4 separate regions of the Gossypium hirsutum genome follow, and all the other regions are linked to region 3. Evidence: chromatin contacts called from public Hi-C data. All regions are on one chromosome and are shown on one strand. The core of a region is the stretch at or near the end of the contact, and the rest is flanking DNA. Distances in the headings are between cores, read along the strand shown.

The links. Hi-C and Micro-C count contacts between places; a contact is called where the count stands out from the background.
Region 1: a Hi-C map of leaf shows a contact between it and region 3, with 4 times the contacts expected there. The contact joins the promoter of LOC107952073 here to the promoter of LOC107952066 in region 3. A contact is called at or near these places in 5 of 34 Hi-C or Micro-C datasets (callus and leaf).
Region 2: a contact with region 3 is called in a Hi-C map of leaf, with 2.7 times the contacts expected there. The contact joins the promoter of LOC107952063 here to the promoter of LOC107952066 in region 3. A contact is called at or near these places in 4 of 34 Hi-C or Micro-C datasets (hypocotyl and leaf).
Region 4: a contact with region 3 is called in a Hi-C map of leaf, with 3 times the contacts expected there. The contact joins the enhancer-like site here to the promoter of LOC107952066 in region 3. A contact is called at or near these places in 5 of 34 Hi-C or Micro-C datasets (leaf and petal).

What each region holds. Positions count from the first base shown.
Region 1 is chrA02:47,068,147-47,071,486 of Gossypium_hirsutum_v2.1, reverse strand. It overlaps LOC107952073, which reads left to right and starts at 1,353. Exons shown (of 4, transcript XM_041085612.1): 1 at 1,353-1,545; 2 at 1,853-2,846; 3 at 3,098-3,225. The coding sequence starts at 2,525.
Region 2 is chrA02:47,441,198-47,444,672 of Gossypium_hirsutum_v2.1, reverse strand. LOC107952063 (ethylene-responsive transcription factor CRF1) reads left to right here and starts at 2,026. Exons shown (of 1, transcript XM_016887307.2): 1 at 2,026-3,475. The coding sequence starts at 2,645.
Region 3 is chrA02:47,278,169-47,281,397 of Gossypium_hirsutum_v2.1, reverse strand. LOC107952066 reads right to left here and starts at 1,322. Exons shown (of 2, transcript XM_016887308.2): 1 at 510-1,322. The coding sequence starts at 1,173.
Region 4 is chrA02:47,422,275-47,425,464 of Gossypium_hirsutum_v2.1, reverse strand. No RefSeq gene overlaps it. Among protein-coding and RNA genes, the nearest start is that of LOC121212583, 16 kb to the left of the region's middle. Within about 2 kb of position 1,549, at least 3 of the 9 cell types and tissues checked have an H3K27ac peak or open chromatin away from gene starts, as enhancers often do. A contact at or near this core is called in leaf, where this site is marked.

The DNA.
Region 1 (3,340 bases), core at 104-2,603, 210 kb after region 3:
CATAAATTCTAACTCAATGGTCCTATATTTTACTTACATAAAAAATAAAAAAAATTATGTTAAAATAACATAAATTATCAAAACAAAATAAACCTAATTGGACTATATGTTATTATTTGCATCTAATAATAAACAAAAAAATGTTAATAAAAAAATATAACAGAAACAAACCTCCACACTTTCTTTCAAACAAAAATAGTACCTTACAAAAATAATTTTTAAAAAAAATCAAACTATCAATAAATCAAAAACATTTGTCCAAAAATTCAAAAACAACAAAAATTAACATTTATAACTTATAAATCACAATAAACACTGAACTAAACGAATATTTTATGAATACTAAAAAATTACCTTTTTTGATATTTTTTGTTAAAATCCTAAACAAAATTCTCTTTTGATCTTTTTTTATATTTTTTTCAAACCCTAAACAAAACTCTCTAATCCTTTTTAACCTTAAAAAAAACCCCTTAATTCTTTTTTTCTATACCCTAATAAAAAAACCCTGTAATCGCCTTTTTATTCAAACCCTAAACTCTAACAAAATCCTTTTGTTCAAACCTCAAATCCTTAACAAATGTTTTTTTTTCCGGCTCTTCTCTATTTTGTAAATCTTTTTTTCTGTTTTTTTCCTTCTTCTCATTCTCTTCTCTTTTGATCTAATCTGTTTTCTTTTTTCTTTTTTTTTCTTTTTCACTTTGAGGGACCATGGTTATAAGGTCCCACAAACCCAATTTCACAAGACCTTAAGGGTCTCGTCCCATCACGACGCAGTAGTCGAGGGAATTAGGGTTGACACGATGCCACCTGTCAAGAGGGCTTCACCAGTGTCGCCTGGCACCCACCCTTCACCCAATTTTTTCGATTTTTCTTTTTGTTCATTTTCATTTTATATTTATTTTGTATTTATACTCACCTATTAAAAAAGTGTTTTTTTCACTATCAGTTAGAGAAGTCTGAAAATAGAGGTGGTGCCACCTATGCACCACCCTCTACCATCCCTGATATACCATTTTCGTAAATAATTCAGTTGGTTACCATTTTAGAATTTTTTTTTATATTATATATGCAAAAAAGCATAAATCTAAATTTGTTTTAAAGATAATTAATACCTAAACTTGAATATCTTACTTATATTGATACATGACTAATGTTGTTGGTTTTGTGTTCACACGTGCTATAAAAATATAAAAAAATTCGTAAATTAAAAAAGTTATTAATAATTAACGTTGCTTCAGAAACAGGAAAAGAAGATTTGCGATGCGATCCAAAACAAATGTCAATTATGCAACCTATATCCTTGGAACTCTGTTCCGTTTATATTATAACTCCTAAACGCCACCGTTTCCTTTCTCGGTTCAAAGTCTCCCTTTTTTTTCTCCCCCAGTTCCTATTCTGACTTTTTTTTTTTTAATCTACCCTTGTATGTCTGAGCTTCTTCTTTTTTCTCTAAAATATTGATGAAAAATCAAGTATTTCAAGTTTGGAAGTGGTGAATGTGGAAGCTGTCCAAATTAGTGTACAAAAAAAGGTCTCCTTTTTAAGGTTAGAAACCTTCAACCTCTTCTTCTTCTTCATATGTATTTAGACTGTTTTGAGGTTGCTTTTGATTAATTCTGTGATGAAAAGGTTCTTATTCTAGCACAAAAATTGGGTTTATGTTAAATATGGAAAGAAATTATGTTTCTTTGACGGGATTTTTTCTACTGCTAGTTGTTGTCGATTGCTCAAGTTCTGATCCAAAGGTGAGTTTTTTTTTTTAAAACGGAGAATGTTGATTAAATTGTTTAATTTCATTCATGGGATCAAATAAAATTTCTCATTGATTTTTCCTTTTTAGGGGAATGAACAGACTGGTTTAAATCAGAAATTAGATGGCACAGTGGAACCGGTGAAAGAAAATGGTAATTCTAAATCTGTTTCAGATTCAATTGGAATTAAAAACTTGAAAGGAAATGGAGGAGATCAAACTAATGGATCAAAATGAGATATTGGGAGTTTTACAAGTAAGAGTAATTTGAAACTGCAATCAGGTTCAAATGGAGGTGAGAATTTGGTGAAGGATGGGAAAGATTCAAGTAGTGAAGCAGAAGGAAAGTCAGACAATGAACAAGGAGGTGATATTGAGCACAAGGGTCGGGAAGAATCACATGTTGAAACCGGAGGAAAGACCAATGGTGGAGAAGGTGATAATGTGCAAAAGGCTTAGCAAGAATCACATTTTGATGCCGGAGGAAAGGCGGATGGTGGAAAAGGTGATAATGAGCACAAGGGTAAGGACGAATTGCGGTTTGAAGCCGGAGGAAAAGTGGACAATACAAAAGGTGATAACGAGTAAAAGGGTAAGGAAGAATCGCAGTTTGAAGCCAGAGGACAGGCAGATGGTGGAAAAGGCGATAAGGAGGGTCAGGAATCCAAAGGAGCAGTAGATGGTGCGAAAGAAGGTGATAATGAGCAAAAAGGTCAGAAAGAATCAAATCTTAAAACCAGAGGAGAGACGAATGGTGCAAAAGAAGGTGATAACATGCAAAAGGGTTTGGAAGAATCAAAACATGATAACAAAGGGAATACAGATGGTGAGATAGAAGGTAACAATGTGCCAAAGGATCAGGAAAAGTCAAATATTGAAGCCAAAGAAAAGATGGATGGTGAAGAAAAGGAAAAACCCGATGATAGTGAAGATCATAAGGAAGTTAAGTCCGAGAAAGACAAGACCCAGAAGTTGGTTATGCCACCACCACCACCAACATGGAAAGATGGTTTTCGGGGTGAAGAATGTGATCCTTCTAATATGTGTATGGACAAGAATAAACGGTTTGCTGCGTGTTTGCGAGTCCCAGGAAATGGTAAGTGTCATCTAACTAGGCTATCATTTTGACTCTTTTTATTTTTCTGGTAATGTGATTGCAAATATCTTATTTCTTTTATTGTGATTTGTGAGATTTAACATTCTACATTGTAGACATCTATGGAAGTTTTTAACATTGTAAAAAAGTATGATATAGAGTTTAGACAAAATTTGTTTCTCTCTTCCTCGCTTAATTATTCTGCATTGTAAAATTCGGCCTTTTTTAACTTTTGTCTGAAAATGTTACAGAATCTCCAGATCTATCACTTCTGATTCAGAACAAGGGAAATGGGGCTTTAGCCATTAAAATATCAGCTCCTGCTTTTGTTCGGTTGGAGGAAACAGATGTTCAAATCTAAGAGAAACAAGACAGAAAGGTATTTGTAAATGATTGCCAACTCCATGTGAGCATCAGGTAGAATCACAAATTATGGCTCATTAGATGCAAGGTCTTTTTCCCCTTTTAACTTAATGGTTTGAATCAACTCTTGA
Region 2 (3,475 bases), core at 777-3,276, 160 kb before region 3:
GCTTACCTTGCAACTTAACTTGCATAATGCCAAAATTAAAGGGTGCACTATCCCTGACGTGAACTCATATGCTCGGTATCAATTTTACTTGGTCGCTAATCTTATTCCAACTAACATAGCCACTTACAAGAAATCTTTATTGACTTAACCATAAAATTGTACACGTCCACTCTATAAGCTGAAAGATGCACTTGGGTGAAGCCTACTCTGCCAATCATACTACCTTAGAGCTATTCGCCAAACCTTGTATCCGCCATATTCGTGATGTTACAAGAGTTATACATGGGTCGGGTTCAGGTTGGACCCTAACAAAATTTTAGGCCAGATTGATAGGCGTAGGCCCGAGCCAGCCCAAAAAAATGGGCCTAAATTTTTTCTCAAGTTCGATCCAAATAAAAATGCTAAAACCCGGGCTTGGCCCGTCTGTATTAATTTTTTAAATTTAATTTTTATATAAAAAATTAAAAAAATATAATACACCATATACACTAAAAATATTAAAATAAATGTTTCCTAGCAAATTGAAAATAAATTTAAGAAAGTTTGTATACTTAAATAACACTAAGATAAATGCAACTTAACAAGTAAATGCCTCTAAAATAGTAGTAAAATTAACGATAAAACTAGTGTTATATAATATTCAAACATTAACAACACAATAATAGCAACATAATAGTGAAATGGTGGCAAAAGGTGGGAAAATAGCAGCAAAACAGTAAGCGGTTTTTAATTGTAAATACGGACCAAGGCCGGGCCAAAAACCTTACCCAAGGCTCGACCCATTTTCTAAACAGACCTTTTTTTTTTACCTTAGCCCATTTTTTGATCTTATATTTTTACCCAGAACATCTTATTTTTTGAGTAGGTCAAGTCAGGTGTCCGACCCCATGAACAACTCTAGCGCCTACCACCAATAGGAGGAGGGGAGAGAGAGAGAGAGCACCAAGTAACATAAGGCTAGGCAACATCATTGCACCTTCAACATGTACACCTTGAGTATGGGATGCCATGTCGGATGTCGCAATCAGGCTCTAAACAAAGTGTCAAAAGCCACCATGAACCCTCACATGAAAAATGAAGAAAACCTAAGGACGCCGGTATTAATCTAGCTATTAGACTCATAGAGCTTTAAGAGTTGACATCGATAGAAACACAGTAGAAAAGAAACCTAACAAGCATAAAAGGAAACAAGGGGCCAAATTAGAAAAAAAAGAAAAACCCTCATGAATAATGTTTGAAAATTGATGGATAATTAGTATTCTGACATTTGAATGTTTGATGATATTTTTTTCCCTTATAGTGAAAATTTATCTTGAAAAATGGCATAATAGCTTATTTGAAAATTCAAAAAATGTGTGTAGTTAGGCATGTTACTTCCTTTTCATCTATTCAAAGAAAGGTATATTTCATACATCAATTATGGCTTCAATAGATACTTCCATCAAATTTCATTACAATACAATTTTTCAATTAATTTCTGAAAAAATCAATTTGAAGAACACAATTATTGTTTAAGTAGATTTTGAAATCTGTAATTACTTTTTATATAAAATATTTAAAATTATTCATAATCCTTTTAAATAAGAAGATAAAAGTGGTTGAGCGCATTTAAACTCTTATCCTCTTATATTAACAACAGTATTAATATTAACTAAGCTAGTATTACAATTGAAACGTGAATGGCCAGTTTGGAATACAAAATTTAATAGCTAATAATGATGATTAAGTTAAGACGTAACCATTATTATGACTGGTCATTGTTTTTATTCGTAGTGTTTTCATTAACCTTTGGGAGAAATAATTACAAAAATTTTCATCAATATCAACAAACTGGATTACACCATACATATCTGTCTAAACACTAATAGTTGAGAAATAATCCAAACCCGAAAATCAAACGAAAACGGCAAATGAACCCAACGATTATTATTATATAATTGTCTGCTAAAAATTCTCTTTTGTTTAACTTATATAATCAAAATGAGTTACCTTCAATTAAAAAACCCAACTTGATTAGTGGAATATATATACAGACAAGTTGAATACTCTGTTTTCATATTTTAGCTCTGCTGCACTCTTCTTTCTTATCAAATTTTCTGGTCCCTCTCCATAACATTTCTTCTTTCTTTTTACTTTTCTGGACCAAGTATCCTCAAAAATCAACTTGGGTTCTTTATTTCTTTTAAGACGTAGATTCCAAAGTTACCAAAAAATAGCTAATTTATGCTCTCAGTTAGGTGACTGTGAAAAGCACTGGTTTTTTTTTTTTCTGAGAGAGATATTTATTCTCTATCCCTTTTTCCACAAAAGCCATTTGCTTGCGTTTGGTATTTTTTTTTTTAACTCTGCGACTTTTTTGCTCACAAAAATTTCATCTTTTTTGGCTCACTCTTGGTTTTCTCGTCGTTTGATGAACTTTTTGATGAAGAGATTAATGGTGGATTTCTCTTCGTTTCAAGCTTCTCTTTAACGTGTTTGTTCTTTCTTTCTTTCTTTTAGTTCTTCAGCTTTCCCTTTATTCTCCTCGCGTCTCGACTCTCAAAGCCCAAAGGAATCTCTTTCCTTTTGATCTTCCTTTTTATTTCACTTCATACTCTTACTTAAAACCACAAACAAAAAAAAAACCCAGAAAAACCCAGAGAAAATGGATCCTTGTTCAGTTTCTTTAATCAAATACACTGAGCACCGCAATGAAACTAAGCTCCTTTCGCCATTGGTAAATGGAAGAGTCGAGAATAAGCCAGAAATGAAGCCTCGAATTGTACGAATTTCAGTTACTGATGCTGATGCTACTGATTCTTCTAGCGACGATGAAGAAGAAACACGAATGATACGACGCCGTTCTAGGAACAGAGTCAAGAAGTTCGTCAACGAGATTACCATTGAGTCAACAAATCCCACAGAGTCGAGGTGTGTTCGAAAAAAGCCGGCGGCGGAGAAGTTAAAAGTTAAAGCGGCGGCGAAAGTACCGGCGGGGAAGAAGTTTAGAGGGGTAAGGCAACGACCTTGGGGAAAATGGGCAGCGGAGATAAGAGACCCGTTAAGACGTGTGCGGTTATGGTTAGGTACCTATAACACCGCCGAAGAAGCAGCAATGGTTTACGACAAAGCGGCTATTCAGCTACGTGGACACGACGCCCTCACCAACTTTACAACTCCTCCGATGAAAGACGAAAACATCAGCCAAAAACAGTTATCCAGTTCCGATTACAACTCCGGCGAAGAATCACACAACAGTTACCTTTGCTCTCCGACTTCCGTTCTCCGTTGCCCTTCGCTTTCCATCGACGAAGTCGATTCTCAAAGCTTCGAAAAATCGCGCGAAACCAGAAACCGACCTCGAGACGTCCCCGACGATTCTTGCTGCATATCGGGAGAAAACTTATCGGATTTCTCCGAACATTCATCCTTGTTCGCCGGCGACATATTCAGTTCAGTGCCGAGTTTGTTCGACGATCATACAAGTTTACACGAA
Region 3 (3,229 bases), core at 73-2,572:
CAGAGCATTATTGAGGGTTGGACCCTCAACAAGTCCGGTATTATATTCTTGGAGCGCCTATACTCCATTTTAACCCCAAAATTTTGTCCCAGTGGTACTCATCTTACCCATAAATGCCTATATGCGATAGGGAATGAATTCAAACCACACCATAAAACTCTCAAGTTTCTCCTGGCACTGTTTGCGACTCCTGGCACCAGCATGTGGCGTCTCCATGCCCCGTTCATGGACAGGGCAAAAGCTCGACGCTAAAACGGAGCATAGAACCCCGAGACAGAATACTAGACCTTTTGAGAATCCAACCCTAAAAAAAAAATAAAAAGGCGCTGGGACTTGTTGAGGATCCGACCCTAAAAAATATCACCATCAGTCCTTAACCTGAAATGATACTGAAACCTTCATATGCATAGCAATCTTGAATATCAACTCTAGCATGAATTTAACCAACCAAACAACAATATAAACACGAAAACAAAATAAAAAAAGGTTCAGGAATGTTGAATTTTTACCAGCATTTGGTGAATAAACGTTAGCTTCAATAGGTTTTAGCCTCCCATTTTCGGAAACCCCAATTTCTCCCCCAATCCTATTGTTGTTCTTGGAATCATCTTCATCTTGTAGAGTATTAAAACCAGTCTCTAAACATAAAACCCTCTTATCCAACTCCTCGAATCTCTTCCTCAGTATTTCCAACTCAGATTCAGCTTTGGCTTTCTCATTTTCAAGCTCGCAATTCTTGCTTCTCAAATTTATAATTTCGTGTTGTTTCTCATACATACCCTTCACTTCCTCCGACAATCTATTACACCTTTCCTCAGCAGACTTTCCTCTTTCCCTCAAAACCATATTTTCTTCCCGCAACTTCGAAACCTCACCCCTCATGTCCTCCAATTCTTTCTTGCATTTCCTCAGATCATCCGCAAAACCCATTTTTTCCAACCTCTCTTCTTCGAATTTGTAGGAAAATGAATCCTTTGCATGTTTCAGTGACTCGATTTCCAGCTTTGATTTCTGCTCTCTCGCCAAAAATTCCTTTTCTACCATGGCGAAATCGTTGGAACGAAAAGTGGATTTTACAAGAGAAATCATTTTGGGAATGCTCCAAGTGCTGATATTCCCAATTTCGTTGTCACCCAAATCTGTCGAAGTAATAATTTCATTCTTAATAGCCATTATTTGTGAAATTGAAAACAAAACAAAGAAAAAGGGATATAAAGCGTCGTGAAGAAGAAGCAGAAAAGGAAAAGACTCTCAGGAATTTGTCCTTATTTTGGTGCCCTACTGAGGCTAAATACTTGAGTAGGTTGTACTTAGCCCAAACTCGAAACCAAATATGGCGCACTACAAGTTTTTTGGGTAAAACTTACATAGAAGTCCCTTTATTACGCTAGCTGTTAAATCCTTATTTTGGTATAATACTCTAACTTTAGCCCTCCAATTTTTACACTTTTATTTGATTTGGTCTCTATTCTTTTATTTTAAATAAATTGGTCTTTATCTTTCGCACTATTTTGTTTTATATAATATATTAATAATTAATTAAAATTAAAAATCATAATTTCCAATAATTATTAAAAGAAAAACTCTTTAAATTAAGAAGAAAATGTGAAATAAGAGACGAAAATGATATGCACAAATTGGCTTGACCCATGGATATTGCCATAGTATAAATATTTTCACTACTAGACAAAAAAGAGGTGTTATATCTATTATCTAGTTTTAAATCGGTTACCTGAATATGAAAATGTGATGACGTTATCTACTTTAAAAAATAGGTGAATTAATTTTTATACATTAAATTAAAGAGTAAATTAATCCTTCATGTTAAAAATTTTAAGGTAAACTACACAAATAGTTACTGAACTATGCATATATTTTTGTTTTGATCATCTAACTTTAAAATTTTTCAATTTAAGCATTAACGTTTGAACTCATTATTGTTTTTATCACATGCTGTAAATTGATAATAAAAAAGATTTTTTAATTGGTATAATGATACATTTAGTACTCTATACTTACATATTCTATCAATTTATCCTAATTCTAAATAATTTAATAAATTTAACCCTTCACATTTACAAATTCTATCAATTTGATCCTCAAACTTCCTAACCAAAGTTTTTATATTTTAAAACAAAGTCATTCCACATCTATAAAATCACAAAACCCGAAAAGATTATATATATAATAAATAAATAAATAAATAAACCTTCTCTCCACTAAGTACTAACAAGTCGTTTTCCAAGTCAATTCTTGATACCAATAAGTTTATATTAAATTCTTTTCTTTTCTTTTTTTTTTACATTAGTTTTCTTCTAAAGATAATATTTTATAACCCTTTAACCAATAAAATTTTGGCTAAAGAAAATAGAAAAACCGTTAAAAAAGCCACTTTAGATTTACTATTATTGTTAACAGTATTATATTTCCTTTAAGATATATAGAAATAATCCTCGAAGTTGGTTTTTGAAATTGAAAATTAAATCTAGAGTTAAAAAATATAACTTTGAAAAATCTAATTGCTCAATCAATAATTGCATAAAAAAATTTATGAACATTTAATATTTCATAAGAAAAAAATGTGAAAGAATTAATTAAATTTCTTTTTATTATATTGATAATAATTTTTTTTAATGTTATAAACTGATTATGAGATTATTATGTGTTCTATTTATTTTTAATTTTTAAATCTAAAATAAGCAACATGTATCACTAATAGTAATATGATTTAGTGTCAAATCATATACCAAATTAATTTAAAACTAAAATTATGCTAGTCAAAGTCAAAACTTATTTTTCAAAAGTATTTAACTATTTATATAAATTTATTATATATTATATTTTTAATATTTGTATTTTCTATTATTTTTAATGGTGTTTAGTTAATTTCTAACACCAACTTCTTAAAAATATAAACAAAAAGGGATATGTATCGATTTAGATAATTTCAACCATAGATAAAACAATTAATAGATGTGGAATGCCTCTATTTTAAAAGCTAAAAATTTTAGTTAAGAAGTTTGAGGATCAAATTGATAAAATTTGTAAATATGAAGGGTTAAATTTATTGAAATATTTAGAATTAAGATCAAATTGATAAAAATATATAATATTGATGAGGACTAAATGTGTTATTATACCAGTTAAAAAAACTTTTCGTTATCAATTTAATGGCAAGTAACCAAAATAGGAACAGGTTCAAACATTAGTGCCTAAATTGATTTTTTTT
Region 4 (3,190 bases), core at 300-2,799, 140 kb before region 3:
CAGTATCTAAAATATCAAATTTAGATATTTATATACATAATTTAAAAATAAAATAACTCATATACAATTTAACATCTAGATTCATTCTTTAAATATATATCACATCTTCACTCAATAATAAGACGTGATTCAAATTCTTTTATATTTATTTTAGTTAATTAATTAGAATCATTGTAATTTTAAAAATAATTTTTTTTTCTAATTTGTGGAGTACATCATACATATCTAATAACAATTTCGGAATAAACACATGGAGGGATTATTTGTCTTTTGAAAGTGTGGATAAATCATTTTAAAATAAAACACATACCTTATATATAATAATTAAATTAAATAAAATTTAAAAGAATCTAAAAATTTCCTAATTGACTCTTGGCTAAAGGTATCCATGCGCTGGTCGGGTCCTAATAAAATTTTAGGCCTGTTTGATAGGTCTGACTCGGATAAAAATACTAAAACTCGGGCCCAACCCGATCCATCCATATTAAAATTTAAAAGAATTTGAAAATTTGCTAATTGAGTTTTAGCTAAAGGTGTCCATGAGTCGGACCGGACCTTAACAAAATTGTAGGCCCAACTCAATATATGGGCCTAAAATTTTACCAAAACCCGACTCGAATAAAAATACTAAAACTCAAGCCCAACTCGACTGGTCCGTATTGAAATTTTTTTATATTATTTTTATATGAAAAATAAAAAAAATAATCATCAAAAACACTAAAAAATTAAAATGAATGTTTCCCAATAAATTAAAAATAAGTACAACTTAACAAGTAAATGCCTCTAAAATAATAGTAAAGTTAATAATAAAACAAAAGTTATACAATATCCAATAATAACAACAAAATAGTAGCAACATAATAATAAAATGACAACAAAACAATAATTTTTTTTTTGCAAATTTGGGTCGAGTCCAACCTGAGCCAAAAAATCTTACCTGAGGCCTGATCTCATTTTCTAAATAAGTCTTATTTTCTGTACAAGACTATTTTTCGGGCCAATATTTTTATTCAATCTCTCTCATTTTTTAAGCGGATCGGGTGGTTCGATCCATAGACAGATCTAGTCTTAACTCGATTGACATCAATATTATTATCAATACAAAAAGATATGAGTTTAAACGTGTTATAACAAATTTATTTTTTAATTAAAAAAGAATTATAAATAATTGTAAGTATTGTATTAAAAATTTTAATATTTTAAATACATAAAAAAATTTAAAAGAAAAGAAAACATTAATAGTTAAAAAAAAACCACAATCACGTGTTGAGCATTGATTTCATTACAAAAAAAATCTGAGCAAAAGAGAGAGGAAAAACAAAAGCAAACATGAAAAAACCAAAAATATCTTTTTCTTTTAAACTTAAATAAAAAAAGAAAAGGTACTTCGTGCGTTAGTATTTTGGTGAAGGGGATGGCTCGAAATTTCAAGACTTTAAATAAAGGAAAAACACTAAAAAGCAAAGCGGAGTTTGTTATTCTGCAGGTCATACTCTGAAGATCAATCATGGCCGTACACGTTATGTCAGCTTAACGGTCATCATGTCCTCGTTAAGTGTAAGTGGGTGAGGACGTGCCCCCAATCCCCAATTCCCCACATCCGGGTCCACCCGCGCCCATCATTACTGTTTTGATTTTTTTTTTTAAAACCACAAATGGTCCAACACTAATTTAAACATGAAGATCTGCAACAGGAGGCGTAGTCATTTTCGTCATCGACACCACTATCGTGCTCCAATACTATTTTAAATGTTTTTCTTTACGGTTATTATTCTATTTTATGTATTTTTTTAAAATAGGTAAATTATATTTAAAGTTATTAAATTATTAGTAAGTTTATATTTTAATCATTTAATTTTAAAAAAATTATAAAATTTATTGAACTATTCAAAAATATTATTTAATTAGGTTGTTAGTATTACTATAATATGACTTTTTCTATTCATATCACTTGTACTAATCAGAAACTTTTTTTTCTGCAATTCAATTTTCATTTCATGACATAGCTTCGAATATAATAAATCTACGAATTAAAATCTAAACAATTTTCTTCTCTAATTTCCGACACTAACCGCCAAATTCACTTGGATCTAAGATATGTTCTTCTACTCACTGACAGGTACTGATACATTGTATTCATCATCAAATCATCACTTAGAACTCACTAGTGGAACTTTTAAAAAAACTGCCTAGTGATTTGAATAAAAAATTTTGAATAGTTCAATAATTTAAATAAAAACCTTTGAGACTATATTGTAACATTTTAAAATTAAGTAACTGAAACATAAATTTACTAACAGTTTAATAACATTGGGTATAATTTACCCTTAAAATATATACTATATTATATATTAAACTAGCTTTTTACTTCTATGCAAAGCTTATGTATCTTAATTAAAATATAAATTATTTAATAATTTTTAAAATTAATTAATAATGTCAAAATAAATTTAAACATATTAAATCATAATTTTTAAAAGTTTTTAAACCTTATAAAAAAATTGTATTCTAATAATGTATAGTATAAAATTTTTAAAATACTATATGAATAGTGGAAGCTTGATCTTGAAATGTGTCTTATGTTTGCAATTCGCGTATTGATTGGATAAGTGTTGAAGCGGTGCGAATTTAAGGTATTTTGAGAATATTATTTTTGTTGTAAATATATTAAATGGATGTCTATAATTTTTAAAAATTTATGAAAGTAATGAGTTAAAATCATTATTAAAGATGTTTAATGTATGTGTTAATGAATCAATTAAATAAGCTTCATTTATTTATGTTGTATTGAATGTTTATAACCTTTAAATATTTATAAAAGTAATGAGTTAAAACCTCATTCATTATTAAAGATTCTTAATGTACAGGTTAATAAAGTTAAATCACCCTAAACTCGGCCTAGACGTTATGAGCGAATCTGGTGATGTCACATGATAGTGTTACAATAAAACTGTTTTCATTTATTTACTCTTGATGATTTTAAAATTGCTTACTTATTTAATCGATTGTTTTAAAACACAGCTCGTTGCGGAAGCTTTAAAAATCATTTATTTTATGAAAAACAAAGTTAATTAGGTAAAATTGTTCGTCTTAGGAAAACCCCTTAGTTTTAGAGAAAGCCATTTGTTCGTTGAGTTTGTGCAGTTATTGAATCCACGAAAACAGTCTAAAATCCAAAATAAAAGCAACC